2 separate regions of the Muntiacus reevesi genome follow, and region 2 is linked to region 1. Evidence: chromatin contacts called from public Hi-C data. All regions are on one chromosome and are shown on one strand. The core of a region is the stretch at or near the end of the contact, and the rest is flanking DNA. Distances in the headings are between cores, read along the strand shown. Region 1 holds the start of SPEF2 (sperm flagellar 2). Region 2 holds the start of CAPSL (calcyphosine like).

Region 1 (7,316 bases), core at 1,828-4,327:
TATTTCAACTAAAGTGTTGAGCCTCTTTGTCTCCTACATTGTCATGTGACATTTGATCTTCTTTTTTTGATTTTGCATTTGTAAAGCTATACTGAATTTTACTTTCAAATTATGAAGGCAATACAAGCAAAACATCAAATAACACAGATGTATAAAGAAAAGCTAGCAATCATCTCCTTTCCCAGGGTAAGCAATACCAATACACTGGCTTATATGATTCCACATCTCTCTCTCACACAAACCACAAGATTAAGAGTCATGTATATGTCAACAGTCCAGTATATGCCTCTCCACACTTTTCTCTCACACATCCTCATGCAAAATGATACTATATTGGTTCCAATAAGTTTTAATTTTGTTTTTGACTTGACAAAATTACATGAGCACATTTTAGGTCAAAAGTTAGAGTAACTAACTCATTTGTTCTAACAACTGCATGATAATCCATAGCATAAATACAGCATCATTTACCCAAGTATTCTATTATTGAAGCAAATTCATATTGTCTCCATTTTTTTTCTTTTTGCCCCTACAATCCATGTGGCAATAAACATCCTTGTTCAAATGTCCTTACACATTGGTGATTTTATTTTTGTATGATAGTTTCTAAAAAGTAAGATTTAGCATTTACTGTGTGTCATGGACTGTTTTAAGTGCTTTGCATTTATTATGTCATTTAATCGTAACACTACTTGATGAAGTATTATTATTACCCCTATTTTGAGTATTATAAAATTTAGGTAAATAAATTGCTCACAAGCACTAGCTAGTAAGTGTGAATAAGTGATTTTAACCTAAACAGTCTGGCCTCCAAATCCTTGCACTTAACAGGATGCTTATCCAGAAATTGCCCAATTATTTTCCCCAGAAGTTGCATCATTTATGGTCCTTCCAAGAGAGTTCCTATAAACTGTTTTAAGTCTTCCTTTTGTATGCCACAGAATGGCTTATCTAATGACACAAATCAACTGGCAGCATGCTTCTTAGGCATACAGATCCTATCTTGTCTGTTTCCAAACACCGTTGAGTGTGTTCCCTATAATCTGAAAAGGCTTTTACAACATGGATTTAGGTAATCTCAGGAATTGTCTCTCTCTCCTTTGACTCCTCTTAGCAGTTAGGGTTGAGAAATGAATATGTATTGCTAGTGAATGGGATGCAGAATATATTAGCCGTCTCTGCTAACAGCTTCCAGCTTTACACTTAGGGAAAGCAGACATCGGAATTTTTCCATTTATAGTTTATGCTATTTAAATTCTTTAAAAATCTTTAGTCTTGGGACTTCCTTGGTGGTCCAGTGGTAAAAACTCAGCACCTCTACCGCAGGAGGTAGGGGTTCAATCCCTGGTCAAAAAACTCAGTTCCTGCATGCCTCTAGGTAGGGCCAAAAAATAAATAAAATCTCTAGTCTTTTAACCTTCAGGGAATGAAGTAATTCTTCCTCCTCCTTTCAAAACCAAAACTCCCCAAACGGATTACAATTAGAACGGCATATTACTGTTTTTAGATTTCTTGTAAATTTTATTTACTTTTCTCAAAAGTGTTTGAATATGCAACAGAGTCTTGTGGACTTGAGCAAAGAATATGGCTTTTATTAATCAAGTAAATGAACCAAAGTAAACTCAGCCCACTGTATCTGCTTTTCTTCAGAAGAGTATACCTTAAGGCCATGATACTACATTTTGGCTCCTATGGTGAGAAAAAAAATAAGAAAAGAAAAATGCTAATACCATCCTGAGATAAGCATCATATTTTAGATAAGGAACAGTCAGAGAGACACATGGGATGATCATGGAGTTCTGGGAAAAAACTTACTGTGTGTGGGTGGTAGTTTGGCAAAGAAAAAGTCTGGGTTTATGCCTCAAGAAAGGTAACTGGAGTGAGTGAATGATAGTCGCTCAGTTCGTGTCCGACTCTGAGACCCCCTGGACTGTAGCCCACCAGGCTCTTCTGTTCATGGAATTCTCCAAGCAAAAAAACTGGAGTGGGTTGCCATTTCCTTCTCCAAAGGCTACTGCAAATGCTGCAAATTTATAGATCCTAACGTTGGTAACAAACACTTCGCAGCTGCAGAGACACTACTGGTTGAGCAAATACTGTGGATGACTTAAGATTGAGTTGGCATTATTGCCCCCCTGGAAGCAAGTTGACATTATGCAAGAATGCTTCTGGGAAAAACAGATTGAAATGATTTGGCCTGAAAACCTCCTGCTTTGAGCAAAACCATACCAGTTGGAAAATGAACTCTTGTTTAAGAAACAACAAAAAGAAGTTGAATGGGGGTATAGTGCTATTCTGGAATTACCTGGTTGTTACAAAAGTTGTCAGCATGTAAAACTGCGTCTGGGGTTGTGGGATTTAGGAAATTTGGATGACAACTTTGTGGCTGGGATAAAGTCAGGTTAGTGAAGAAGTCAGCTTTGGGAAGGGTGAAAAGTGGTCAGAAGTAGCAAATGTGTACATATCGAGTTAAAACTGCTGAAATTTGTAAATGTTAATATATTCTGCATTAACTCATTTCACACACAGCCCTTTATACTGCGAGAAGGAGAAGGTATTGTAACTTGTCCAGGGGTACACAACTAGTAGTGCTGTAGCTGACTTTCAGGATTCACATTTCGCTGGTTTGCCAGCACACCACGCTTCTGAGAGTGTGAAAGGAGCAAAGTCAGGGCTAAAGAGTCCAGAAAGTTCTTCTCTCCACTGGAGCAAGGGCGCCCTCCCTAAAGCCTCAGAACCATGGTAGGACAGAACCCACAGGGCTGGGACCACCGTGATGATGGGTAACTCAGAGCCGAGCAGCAGAGTGGAGACGCGAGACTCCGCGGTGGCTGAGGTTAGCCAGAGCCGGCAGCTAGCCTGCGCCCGCAGACTCCACAGCTCGCCGCGCCCCAGGCTCCGCTCCCCGATCGCCCCCGGTCCGCTCGCCCCAGGCTGTGGCACTCACTCACGGTCTGGGACACCTTCAGTTCCTGGTTGAGCCACTGGCACAGGATCTCCGACATGGTTCGGCCTGTGCCTCCCACCGCACGCAGGTGCCAGGAACACGCGGGAAACCTAGCCCGCCCGCTTGCCTGCGTCCTCCTGTTGCCAAGGGCGACCCGTTGCTAAGGAAGCGTTTTCAGGCTGGAGCTGGGAGAAGAGGGGGTGCCAGAGCTCAGCCCAAGAGGACAGAAAATCGTGGCCTGCCCCCTGCTGGTAGGTAAGACCGGGATGTGCGCGGGCGCGGTGGGCTTGGGAGCGCTAGGGGAAGGCGGTGGAGCGCTATTAACACAACAGCCAGGAGAGGTTTGCAGGGTTGGTGTGTGGAGGAAGAGAGGCAAGGGAACCCTTCGAAAGAGAGAATCTTGATTGAAGGGGATTTTTTTTTCTTCCTGTTTACCTCCTAAAGAAATTTATGAGAGCCCCTGCTCCAATGACCTCAGTTTTGTCTTTAACTTACCAATTGCTGGTTTTAATTGCTGTGTTATATGGGCTACCCAAGCAGGGACTGAATAGGTCTTATACAACTTTTAGTCCCAGAACTGGTAGAGGTCCTGACCTGTAGCAAACTTTCAATAATTTTTGTTGGTGGTGGTGACAGAAGTAACATTCAGGGTAATTCATATCTTTATATTGTTTTGAGAGATGAGTATTTAATGAATTTCTTTTCTGATCATTTTTTCCTTCCAGGTATTATTTTAAATTGTATTTTGGGAAAGACTCTCACCTTGACCAAACCTGAGTCAGACTCCTCTGAGCCCTCTTCTCCCTGAGGTCCTACCTTGAACTCTGTCCTTGGCTCCTTTGTCGAGTTTTGGCAAAAATTCTGCTGGGTGAATTTAATGAAAATCCACCACCCTCCATATCTGATCTAGTTCCCTGTCCCTGACCCTTGATAGCTGACCATTCTGACCTGTTTTCTGCAAATATCCTGTCTAGTCAATTTAGTCTTTAACTCTGATGTTTCCTCTTAGAAGTTTTCCATCCAAAGACCTCAAATGCACTCCTTGGCTGTAAATCCCCACTTCTCCTTATTATATTCAGAACTGAGCCCTATCTCTATCCACTATTGCAAAACCCCATTGCAGTAGTCCCTTCAATAAAGTCTTATGGTCTTTAACAACAGCAAGAAAAATTCTCCTTTAATAATTTCTTAAAGTTTAGATGGAATAATGGAAAAATTATTTACATATATAATGTGCTTAGTCACTCAGTTGAGTCTGACTCTTTGCGACCCCATGGTCTGTAGCCCACCAAGCTCCTCTATCCATAGGGATTACTCCAGGCAAGGATACTGGAGTGGGTTCCCATGCCCTCCTCCAGGGGATCTTGCCAACCCAGGGATTGAACCCAGGTCTCCTGCATTGCAGGCGGATTCTTTACTGTCTGAGTCACCAGGACAATATATATATGTGTGTACATATGTGTATGTCACAAATATAAGTAACTTCCCCCCCAAAGCTTGAATTCATCAAATTCTTTTAAACTGTAAGAATGATGACAGTAATGACCTAATAGTGAGATTTCTCTTAAAATTAATTTGAAATTGATCTGTATGTCCTGATTGGATAAATGTTTAGTACCTATACACCATGGAATATTACTCAGCCATTAGAAAGAATTCATTTGAGGTTCTAATGAGGTGGATGAAACTGGAGCCCATTATACAGAGTGAAGTAAGCCAGAAAGATAAAGACCAATACAGTATACTAACACATATATATGGAATTTAGAAATATGGTAACGATAACCCTATATGCAAAACAGAAAAAGAGACACAGATGTACAGAACAGACTTTTGGACTCTGTGGGAGAAGGCGAGGGTGGGATGTTTTGAGAGAACAGCATCGAAACATGTATATTATCGAGGGTGAAACAGATCACCAGCCCAGGTTGGATGCATGAGACGTGCTTGGGGCTGGTGCACTGGGAAGATCCAGAGGAATCGGGTAGAGAGGGAGGTGGGAGGGGGGATCGGGATGGGGAACACATGTAAATCCATGGCTGATTCATGTCAATGTATGGCAAAAACCACTACAATATTGTAAAGTAATTAGCCTCCAACTAATAAAAATAAATGGGGGAAAAAAAAGTTTAGTACCATTTCACTGCTGGCTTACTTAACATTGAAATCTCTCATCCGATGAGTTTCTCACACCCAACACAGTAGGCATAACTACCATGGGAATTCTGAGGAAGATTTTTCGCCAACAGAATTGGAGCCTGATACACTTGATATGCATCATTTTAGAGTTATCCAAATTTGAAAGGTTATATTCTAAATAGCCTGTTTAGCTTGGGAGATGTATCTAGTAAACCTTTAAACATTAGAAATATGTCATCCCTGAAAATGCTTCCAAAAGATGTATACCTGCCTAGAAATGACCTCCAAGACAGTCCTGTGGCTAGTCATCCCAGTTGTACATTTAAATTGAAGACTATTGTTACTCATTTATCAAGAAGTTCCAAGCTTTAATTTCAGCCTGTAGAGCCCGGGAGATAGGAACTATTGTTTTCTAGACTGCTGAGAAAATTGCTTTTGGGGAACGATGTAGATGAAGGCACATCAAGTTCCATAGCTGCTCCAGAATAAAACATCTGAGCTCATAAGGCATCCATAGATATATGCTATTATTCCCACATCAGAGCAAAATATTTCTGTGCCATCTAGAGGAGCTGTTTGGTTGTTGCTTATTGTTTTGTTTCAGTTATTTGTAGTGTTTGTCTCTGGAACCCAGCTCCAAACAACATAATCTGCCAATGCAATATTTTGGAAAAGAAGTTTATATACAGAATTTAGATAAATGAGGAAGAGATGCTGCAAAATTAAGGCACAGGTTTTTTTTTTCACCAAAAAAAGCACATTTCAGCTCCTAAACTATTCAAATTGAAAATGATCTGACATTAAAATATTAATGAAAAAGTTAGAGCTATTATTGAAACACATGCATTATACTGTGTGTTTTTTCTTGAAATGGCTAGCTTAGTTAGTATTCCAATTTTACCATTCAATCAATTGAATTTCCATTGAAATCCCAGCTGTGGATAAGGTTTGTAGCACTGCTTATGTTGTTATTTTTCATCAATATGATTTATGACTTGGTTTCTGCATGTGGAATCAGTTGGGAGAGGAGATGATTTTAAAAAATGGACAGTTTCCCATCTGTTCTTGAGATGGCACACTGATTGTTTTTTAATTGAAAATTTTAGGGTATCTGGAGCTTGCATTTAATTGCAACCATTACAGCCTGTTTAAAACTTAATTGAAAATTTATTTTTTAAGACATTCTTTATAAATCCTTATTTCTCCTTTGCAGATAGTGAAGCGTGGATGATAATTATTTTGACACCACACCACTTTGGGTTGAAAAGTGCTATGGTGTACTGAAATGAAATACACCTTATTTTTTTAAAAAAAGAAGTGTAGCATTTTTTCAGAATAGAATTTTACACTATCAATAAAGCCCAAGATTTGAAACCAGATACACCTGGCCCCAGTGAAGAGCTGACTCACTGAAAAAGGCCCTGATGCTGGGAAAGATTGAAGGCAGGAGGAGAAGGGAACAACAAAGGATGAGATGGTTGGATGGTATCACCGACTCAATGGACATGAGTTTGAGCAAGCTCCAGGAGATGGTGAAGGACAGGGAGGCCTGGTGTTGTGCTGCAGTCCATGGGGTTGCAAAGAGTTGGACACAGCTGAGCGACTGAACACCACCACCACCTGGCCCCAGGTAACTGCTCATGATCTGACAGGCTCTTTGACTTTGGAAAAACTTCTTAACCCCTGAGGCTCAGTTCCTTATCTGTAGAAGAAGGACATCAATATTTGTTTGACAGACTTGTGAGAATTAAATGAGAAATTGCACCTATTAATGTCTGGCTTATAGTAGATGCTAAGCATTTCTTTCCTTTTCTCCTAAAGCTATATAAATTTTTCCATTAGACAGCTAGTTGGCTTAGTTTTGAATAGTTTGGACTTGTTTATAGCATTTCAAGAAGTTTTTGAGGCATTTGTTTCCTGAATCTGCTTGGATTTTATTAATGACTAATTCAATGTTTATATATACATAAGTACATACATACTGAAGGATTTTTAGAAAATCTTATATGGTCTTTTATGTGTGTGTTGCATGCATTTCTTCATTTCTCTCTCATCACCTTAAGATCATTCTCTCATTCCTTCTCCTTAGCCTGTTTTGCAATGTCCATGCTCACTCTATTAGTTAATTCAACAAATATTTCCCCAGTGTTCACAATAAGCAGCCAAGCTAGATTTCCCTGTCCCTTCCCCTCTAGTCACTCTCTGCAACCAGTCCAGTTCATATTCCTTC
Region 2 (7,316 bases), core at 1,329-3,828, 300 kb before region 1:
TCCAAAGCAAATTTTGTTTCCTGCCTTGCTAACTAGAGGAGTTCAGTACTCAAAGTTCATGATTCTCAGTATTCAGCCAAGGGCTTGCTTCTTGGAGTAATTTGCTCCAGTGGTGCCTCCCTGGTGGTTCAGAGAGTGAAGAATCTGCCTGCAATGCAGGAGATCTGGGTTTGATCCCTGGGTCAGGAAGATCCCTTGGAGAAGGAAATGGCAACCCACTTCGTATTCTTGCCTGGAGAATCCCATGGACAGAGTAGCCTGGTGGGCTACGGGTTCACAAGGAGTTGGATAGACTCAGCAACTAACACTTCCACTTTTTGAAACTATCACAGGATAAATATTAGCTACTTGTTGATGAACTGGCTCATTAAATGGTTAAAAACGGTAGTTAACGTGGGCATTTCAAGTACCATGGTAGGCTGGATGGCAGGAGAGAATGTCATTTTTTCCCCTGGATATATCAGCCTAGATTCTGGAGGTAACTGCTTGTGGGGTCACTGGCTAGGGAGGTCTGCAAAGACAGATCAGGAGGGTTATTTTCCCAGACTCTACCCTGCTCTCCTCTGCCTGGGGGCCATCAAATTGTACTTTGAAATGCTTTTGTAGTATTCACAAAGGTGGTGGAGCCCTGCTTGGTCTGAAGCCCCCAGTTTCACTGTTGGCCGGGATTTGGGGGCAGCTTCCTTAACCAACAAGCTCCAGTTTCCAAGTTGCCAGAGGAAGGGGTGGCCCTGGATGACCTTTCGGGGTTCTGCAGTCCTGACGGTGTGTGAATTTCTGTGAGCCACGATGATGGTGGAAGCTGGGCAAGTCGCCTGATTTTTGTGCTCATCAATTTCTTTATCTGTGGAACATGAATCATAGGAGTAATTAGCTCATAGGGTTTTAAAACAATGAGGTGAAATCCACGCCTGATAAAATCAGGCATTAAGAAATGTACGGTTGAGTCTCCCTTTTGTGCAGCCATCACCTGTATCACGTGCCAGCACTGCCAAAGGAAAGCCTGTCCCATGCAACAGTCACTCCCACGGCCCCCCTCCCAGGCCCTGACAGCAACCCATCTGTGTTCTGTTCATGAATTTGCCTCTACTGGATATTTCATATGCAGCGTGTCCCCTACATACCAACCTTCAGGTTGAGAACTTTGTGGGGAGACCTTCTGGGTTGTATTGGAGGGAGCAGACTTGGAGGGTAACAGGGTCATCGGAGGAAGTGCCAGCACCTGGGGGCCTGGGGGCAGAGGGGAGCCTTTGAGTCAAGGGCAGTACCCTTGTAACACCAGTATTTTCTGCACCATGAGTGTTGTTATTATTTTTTTTTTTGCATATCCATCAAGCTCTTTTGTTCCTTTTATTCACAACTCACCCTGAAAAAGAAATTTCTAGAATCTCCCCAATTAACTGGGTCAGTGGGCTCATAGGAAGATTTGTGTTTCTTGGAGTAGAGCTAGAATTTAAAGATTCTTTAATCTCATCTTTTCACATAACAGAGGAGGAAGAATCAGAGGCCCCGAGATTTGCTCAGACCTCAGCAGGAGTGGGCTGCAGTCAGGCCTAGAACCTGGGTCTCCGGGCTCCCAGCTCCATGGCTTTTCCGGGATTGTGTGGATCTCAGCGCCTGGCTGCGGTGTCAGCATAGTTTGTACATTGCTCGTGGACCTTGAAAAGTGGAGGGCTTCCCTGCAGCCGCCCTCTCTCCTGTTTAAATGTTTAAAATGTTTAAAACACAAAAGGCAAACTGTAGAAAAAAGATATAGCTCTTCTTCAGGAGAGAGAGTCTATTTACCTTTCTCTGTCCTGAGAACCTACTTAGGTGTTAATGGACATTAACCGGTCAATCCAGACATTCATGTGTACTCAGTCATTCAGTCACGTCCAAATCTTTGTGACCCCATGGACTGTAGCCCACCAGGCTCCTCTGTCCACAGAATTTCCCAGGTTAAAATACTGGAGTGGGTTGTCATTCCCTTCTCCAGGGGATCTTCCCAATCCAGGGATTGAACCCGTGTCTCCTGCATTGGCAGGCAGGTTCTTTACCACTGATCCACCAGGGAAGCCCAGTCAACCCAGGAAAACATACTCATTACTCGTAGGAATCATCAAAGCCCAGTACTGAGAATGTCCATGAAGACAGAAGCATCAAAAATTAATCTTTAGACCAAAAAGGAGAATATTAAATCTGCAGTCAAAGGGAATATGGAAACTTCTAGATAAAAGAATAAAGCAGGTAAGACTGGCTCAAAAAGTGTTTGGAGAAATGACTCATTTTTGTGTGATGGGAAGAGAGCTTCTGAGAGATGAAAGTGTATCATCAACAGGGATGGCTGTATATTTAAAACTATTGTCCAGGCTGCAGAGATCCGATGTTCTCAGGACTAGGTAAGCCAGTAATAAATGTGCCAGGACATGGTTGCTGCAGCTGAAATCTGGAAATTCTGGGAGGTTTGAGATGGTTCTTAGGAAGTGGGTGAGCAAGTGTGCTGTGAATGTCCTTCTCAGCGAGGCTGTGGTCACCCTGCTGAGCCAGAGGCACACGGGGAGGCGTGATCCCCACTGACCTGTGTCTATTCCTTCTCAGATGGCAGGGACCGCACGTCATGACCGAGAGATGGCGATCCAGGCCAAGAAGAAGCTCACCGTGACCACTGACCCCATCGAGAGGCTCCGTTTGCAGTGCCTGGCCAGGGGCTCAGCGGGCATCAAAGGGCTTGGCAGGTAGGACCCGGTCTGTGGGCTGCAGGGAGATGAAGAAGAAAGGCAGAGTGCAGCTAAGTGAGGCTGAGACCAACCATGGGCCCTTGGGCAAGTCACTTCCTCCCGGGTCTCAGCTCCGCCTTTGTAAAATGCAGAGTTTGGAAGCATTGATCTCTGAGGTCCCTTGTGACAATTTTTGGTTCTTAAGTGCAGCTACTGGGACAAATCAAAGTGAAGGGAGAAGCACATCCAGGTGTTAGAGACACCTAGAAGGGGGTGACAGAGGATGAGATGGTTGGATGGCATCATTAACTCAATGGACATGAGTCTGAGCAAATTCTGGGAGACAGTGAAGGACAAGGGAGCCTGGCATGCTCCAGTCCACGGGGTTGCAAAGAGTCAGACATGACTGAGAGACTGAACAACAAGCAGCGTAATGAGAGAGACAGCCCCTAAAGCTGTGACAATAAGGGCTGAATTATCCCAGGAGACTTGCATATAGTTCCCTTCGGTCTACAGTAGGACCCTGTTGTTTATCCATGCTAAATGTAATAGTTTGCCTCTGCTGACCTCAAGCTCTCAGTAGGGTTCAGGAGAGGCTGAGAAATGACTCTGTATGTCCAGAGAAAGCAATGGATGTGCTATTAAAGTATTCACTGAGCTTAGGATCAGATGTTTGGCATGAGTAAAATTTGAAAGTTCCCTCAAAGGGGGGTTAGTGAATTAGAATAGGGAGGGGGCAATAGAGATTTAGAGGCAGTTGCAGATTTTGTGTCTCCATCACTTCCAGGGACACGGGAATCTCCTGCCACCCAGGGATTCCCTCAGCTTAACAGGAGAACAGCGCCTGTTCCCGGCCCTCTGATCATGGGATTAGTCCTCAGGCCTGGGAAACCTGAGTGGAAAGAGACTGTAAGCCCCCTAAGGATGGGTCCTGAGTGTTGCCTGTTTCCAAAGACTAAACCCGCTGCCTGCCATGGGTGGGGCATCGTGCTGTCTCAGGGCTTTCATGGGCAAGCAAGGTTTCTCCAGGGTTAATGGAGAACTCAGGACACCAAGAGTCACAAGGACGGGCTCCTCCTGGTGTGAGAAGTTGTGTGTTAGAGACATACAGAGTGCCAGCACTGGGGAACTCCAAGCTCCCATCTGGTGGCTGAGAGGTTTCCTTTCCCACAGGTTACTGAGCCCTGGAATGTCACTTTCAGCAGTCCCCCACTCTCAGGCCAAGCCCAGCTCTGTCAGATGCTCAGGACATGGGCAGATGGATGCTGGTGGCCAGGCTGTCACGGTCCAACGGGAAGACCAGCCCACTTCCCTTCAACATTGTATTAATCCATCCTCCACCTTTGTGCTGGGGTCACATTCTTGTCCTCAGTGTAGACCCCTCATGACTACTACTGTCTCATCTATTCCAGGCCCATTCAGTTGAATCTCTGCTGCTGTCTATGCCACCTCCACCCCACTCCCCTATCAGCCTTTCCACTGTGAACCAGTCTACTGTGAACAGACGCTGTCTCCTCCTTGGCCTTCTGCGTGAATGCCCTCTGCCTCCTCCCCTTTACTGGTTTTGCCCTTCCCTACATTTCTCCTCAAGGGTTGGCTGCCCCTTTCCCCATTTTTTTTTTCTTACGGTTAGACTGGGATTATGTTTCTCTGGGGGCCACAGAAGAAAAGTGACATTCTCATCACATCAAATCAAGGATGCATGCATGCTATCAACATGAGGGTGATGGTGGTTTAGTCGCTCAGTTGTGTCTGACTCTTTGTGACCCCATGGACTGTAGCCCTCCAGGCTCCTCTGTCCATGAGATTTCCCAGCCAAGAGTACTGGAGTGGGTTGTCATTTCCTTCTCCAACTATCAGAATGGCTTATCACCACTGGCGTTGATCTTGGTCTCCTGGCTGAGACAGTGCCTGGTTTCTCTGTAAACTTGCTTTCCCTACTGCCTCTCCATATTGGACTCTTCGAAGGGAAGTGTCTATGCAGAGCCCCACTTAGGGCCTGGGGAGCATGGTTTCCTCCTTCAGGAGAGAGTATGAGCACAATTCATTTCAAATTCGGCAAGAGAAATTTATCTCTTCTCCCACATTTATCTACTTATTCAATCATTTACTTAAACCATTATTAACTCATGGATATGTATTTTATACTTTGGGATATAACCCAACACTTTTTTATTGTTCAAATTGTTTCAGTTTTGGCTTTGGGAGCTCTTGCGGTTGGCTTCTGTTTCTGTTTGATGTATCTCCATCAATGTAGAGTTTCTTTGAGCACTTCTTTACTTTTTGGTATAAGCTACTCCAAGCTTATCTTGCAAATTTTCCTGCCCCAGTTCTAGAATCAGACATTTCTCCAAGAAGCTCATTTCCTTTTATTGGAGAATTGTATTATAAACCAAGATCTAGACTCTAGATGTTCTTGTTCTTGCTGAGGTATTACTTCTAGATTCTCTTGGCTGACAGAACAAGGAGATACAGATGTACAGGCTAACCCCTCTCTGTATATACATATCTGTAAATATTTTATATGTTTTCATCTATGTTTATATTAAGCTAAACGTGAATCCCTACTGATGTCTCCAACTCAATCCTTATTGATCAGATCATTCTAGCCCTCTGTCCTATCTTATCTATAAATCCCCACTCCAACAGTGAGAGGCTTAGCTTACATCGTCCCTTTAATTGTTCAGATCCAGGGCACCCATATAGCAACAAGGAAATTGTCAACTTGTATCTCCACGAGAAATATCTTTATCAACTGGAATACAGAGGTTATGTGCAGCTCATTTTGTCTTTAGTCTTATGAACTCTACTCATTTCCAGAGTTACTTAAGTCAGCACTTTCATCTTTCCATCCCCCTTCAGTGAGATGGTCTCAAACTTTTATAAAACAGTTGAATTCTCGCCGCACAATCTGTATTCCTTCCTGGGATTCCCTGATGTGCTAAACAATTTTTTGAAATGTACACATTAAGGCTCACTCTTTGTGCTGTGAGTTTCTATGGGTTTTAGCAAATGTACGTCGTGTATCTTCCACTCTAGTGTCATGCAGAGAAATATCACTGCCCAGAATCTCTGGGCTTCCCCAATCTCTCTCCCCTTCCCTGCATCTTTTTTTTTTTTTTTAACCGCCTTTACAGTTCTGGCATTTTCAGAATGTCATATAATTAGAGCACACAGTATATTTTTAAATGTTTATTTTCTTTTCTGAGGGGCTGGAAAGAAGCTCACCAGAGAAGAACCTAAGACTTTTGTCTTTACTTCAAAAAATCTTGAGAGTGGCTTGCTCTTTGAATTTTTATTCTTATATCTTGTTCTTTGTGTTTTTTCTTCCATTTTGTATGTGTATATTATCTACAGAGTGTTTCGAATTATGGATGACAATAACAACCGAACCCTTGATTTCAAAGAATTTGTGAAAGGGTTAAATGATTATGCTGTGGTCATGGAAAAGGAGGAAGCAGAAGAGCTTTTCCGGAGGTTCGATAAAGATGGAAATGGAACAATAGACTTCAATGAATTTCTTCTCACATTAAGAGTAAGTGATCCCATGAATCACTGTATCCACTGGGTTTGACTTAACGTGATTTGGATTGGCTATCGTGAGACTTGGTTTTCGGAAGCTGATAGCACACCACAGAGGAGATGGGCAGAAGACAATACAGGCTTAGGGACTTTCTGGAGCAGTCACAATGCACATCATTTAAAGACACACATACAATTGCAATTTCCCATCATTGAGAGGAATCAGATATTTCATTGCAGATGATACAAGGAAAGCTCATCGACTTATGTATGTGACTTTTTTTCCTATGTTTCTAGCCTCCAATGTCCAGAGCCAGAAAAGAGGTGATTATGCAAGCTTTTAGAAAGCTAGACAAGACTGGAGATGGTGTGATAACAATTGAAGACCTTCGAGAGGTGTACAATGCAAAACACCATCCAAAGTATCAGAATGGTGAATGGACGGAGGAGCAAGTGTTCCGGAAATTTCTGGATAACTTTGACTCACCTTATGACAAAGATGGAGTGGTGAGTGAAAGAACTTAATCTAGTGAAATTTCTTTCCATAATTATAAATGGGAAATGGGCCCCAAGTCTTAAAAATATTATTTTATAAATAGAAGTAAAATGTTTCCTTGGTGACTATCTAGAAAGCTTAGAACAAAGGTAATAAAAATGTGTGTGTGTGTGTTCGTGTGTGTATGCACATATATTTGTAGGGGAACCACATACAGCTAAATACCCATCATCTGAAGACTGTGGCATTTTGGTTAAATGTTCTGTTTCTTAGTTGCCATATTTACCATACACAGCTAGCCTAATTTCAACGAACTTGATGATAATACATATTTAACTTCGAAACAAGACCATAATTCAATTTTGGGGAACATGGTTCGCAGGGCATCTCGGGATGCTGCCTGCCTTTTCACACATCCTCCTGAGCATCATTTGTCATCACACTTTGCTACATGAAAATGTCATTTCAGGGAAGCATTCATTAAGGGAATGCCAGATAACAGAATTCACTCTGATATAATCTTTGGTGGGCTTTGAGATGAACTTCCATTTCTTTTTCTTTTTTTGTTTTTGTTTTTTGTTTTTTATTTTTTTTAATTTTTT

What was found. A called contact is a pair of places that touch in the nucleus more often than the background predicts.
Region 2: a Hi-C map of muscle shows a contact between it and region 1, with 11 times the contacts expected there. The contact joins the promoter of CAPSL here to the promoter of SPEF2 in region 1. A contact is called at or near these places in 2 of 3 Hi-C or Micro-C datasets (blood and muscle).

The regions. Positions count from the first base shown.
Region 1 is chr14:31,024,212-31,031,527 of mMunRee1.1, reverse strand. It overlaps SPEF2 (sperm flagellar 2), which reads right to left and starts at 3,077. Exons shown (of 18, transcript XM_065905418.1): 1 at 2,948-3,077. The coding sequence starts at 3,005.
Region 2 is chr14:31,318,928-31,326,243 of mMunRee1.1, reverse strand. CAPSL (calcyphosine like) reads left to right here and starts at 2,578. Exons shown (of 4, transcript XM_065905753.1): 1 at 2,578-2,714; 2 at 6,054-6,231; 3 at 6,516-6,725. The coding sequence starts at 2,578.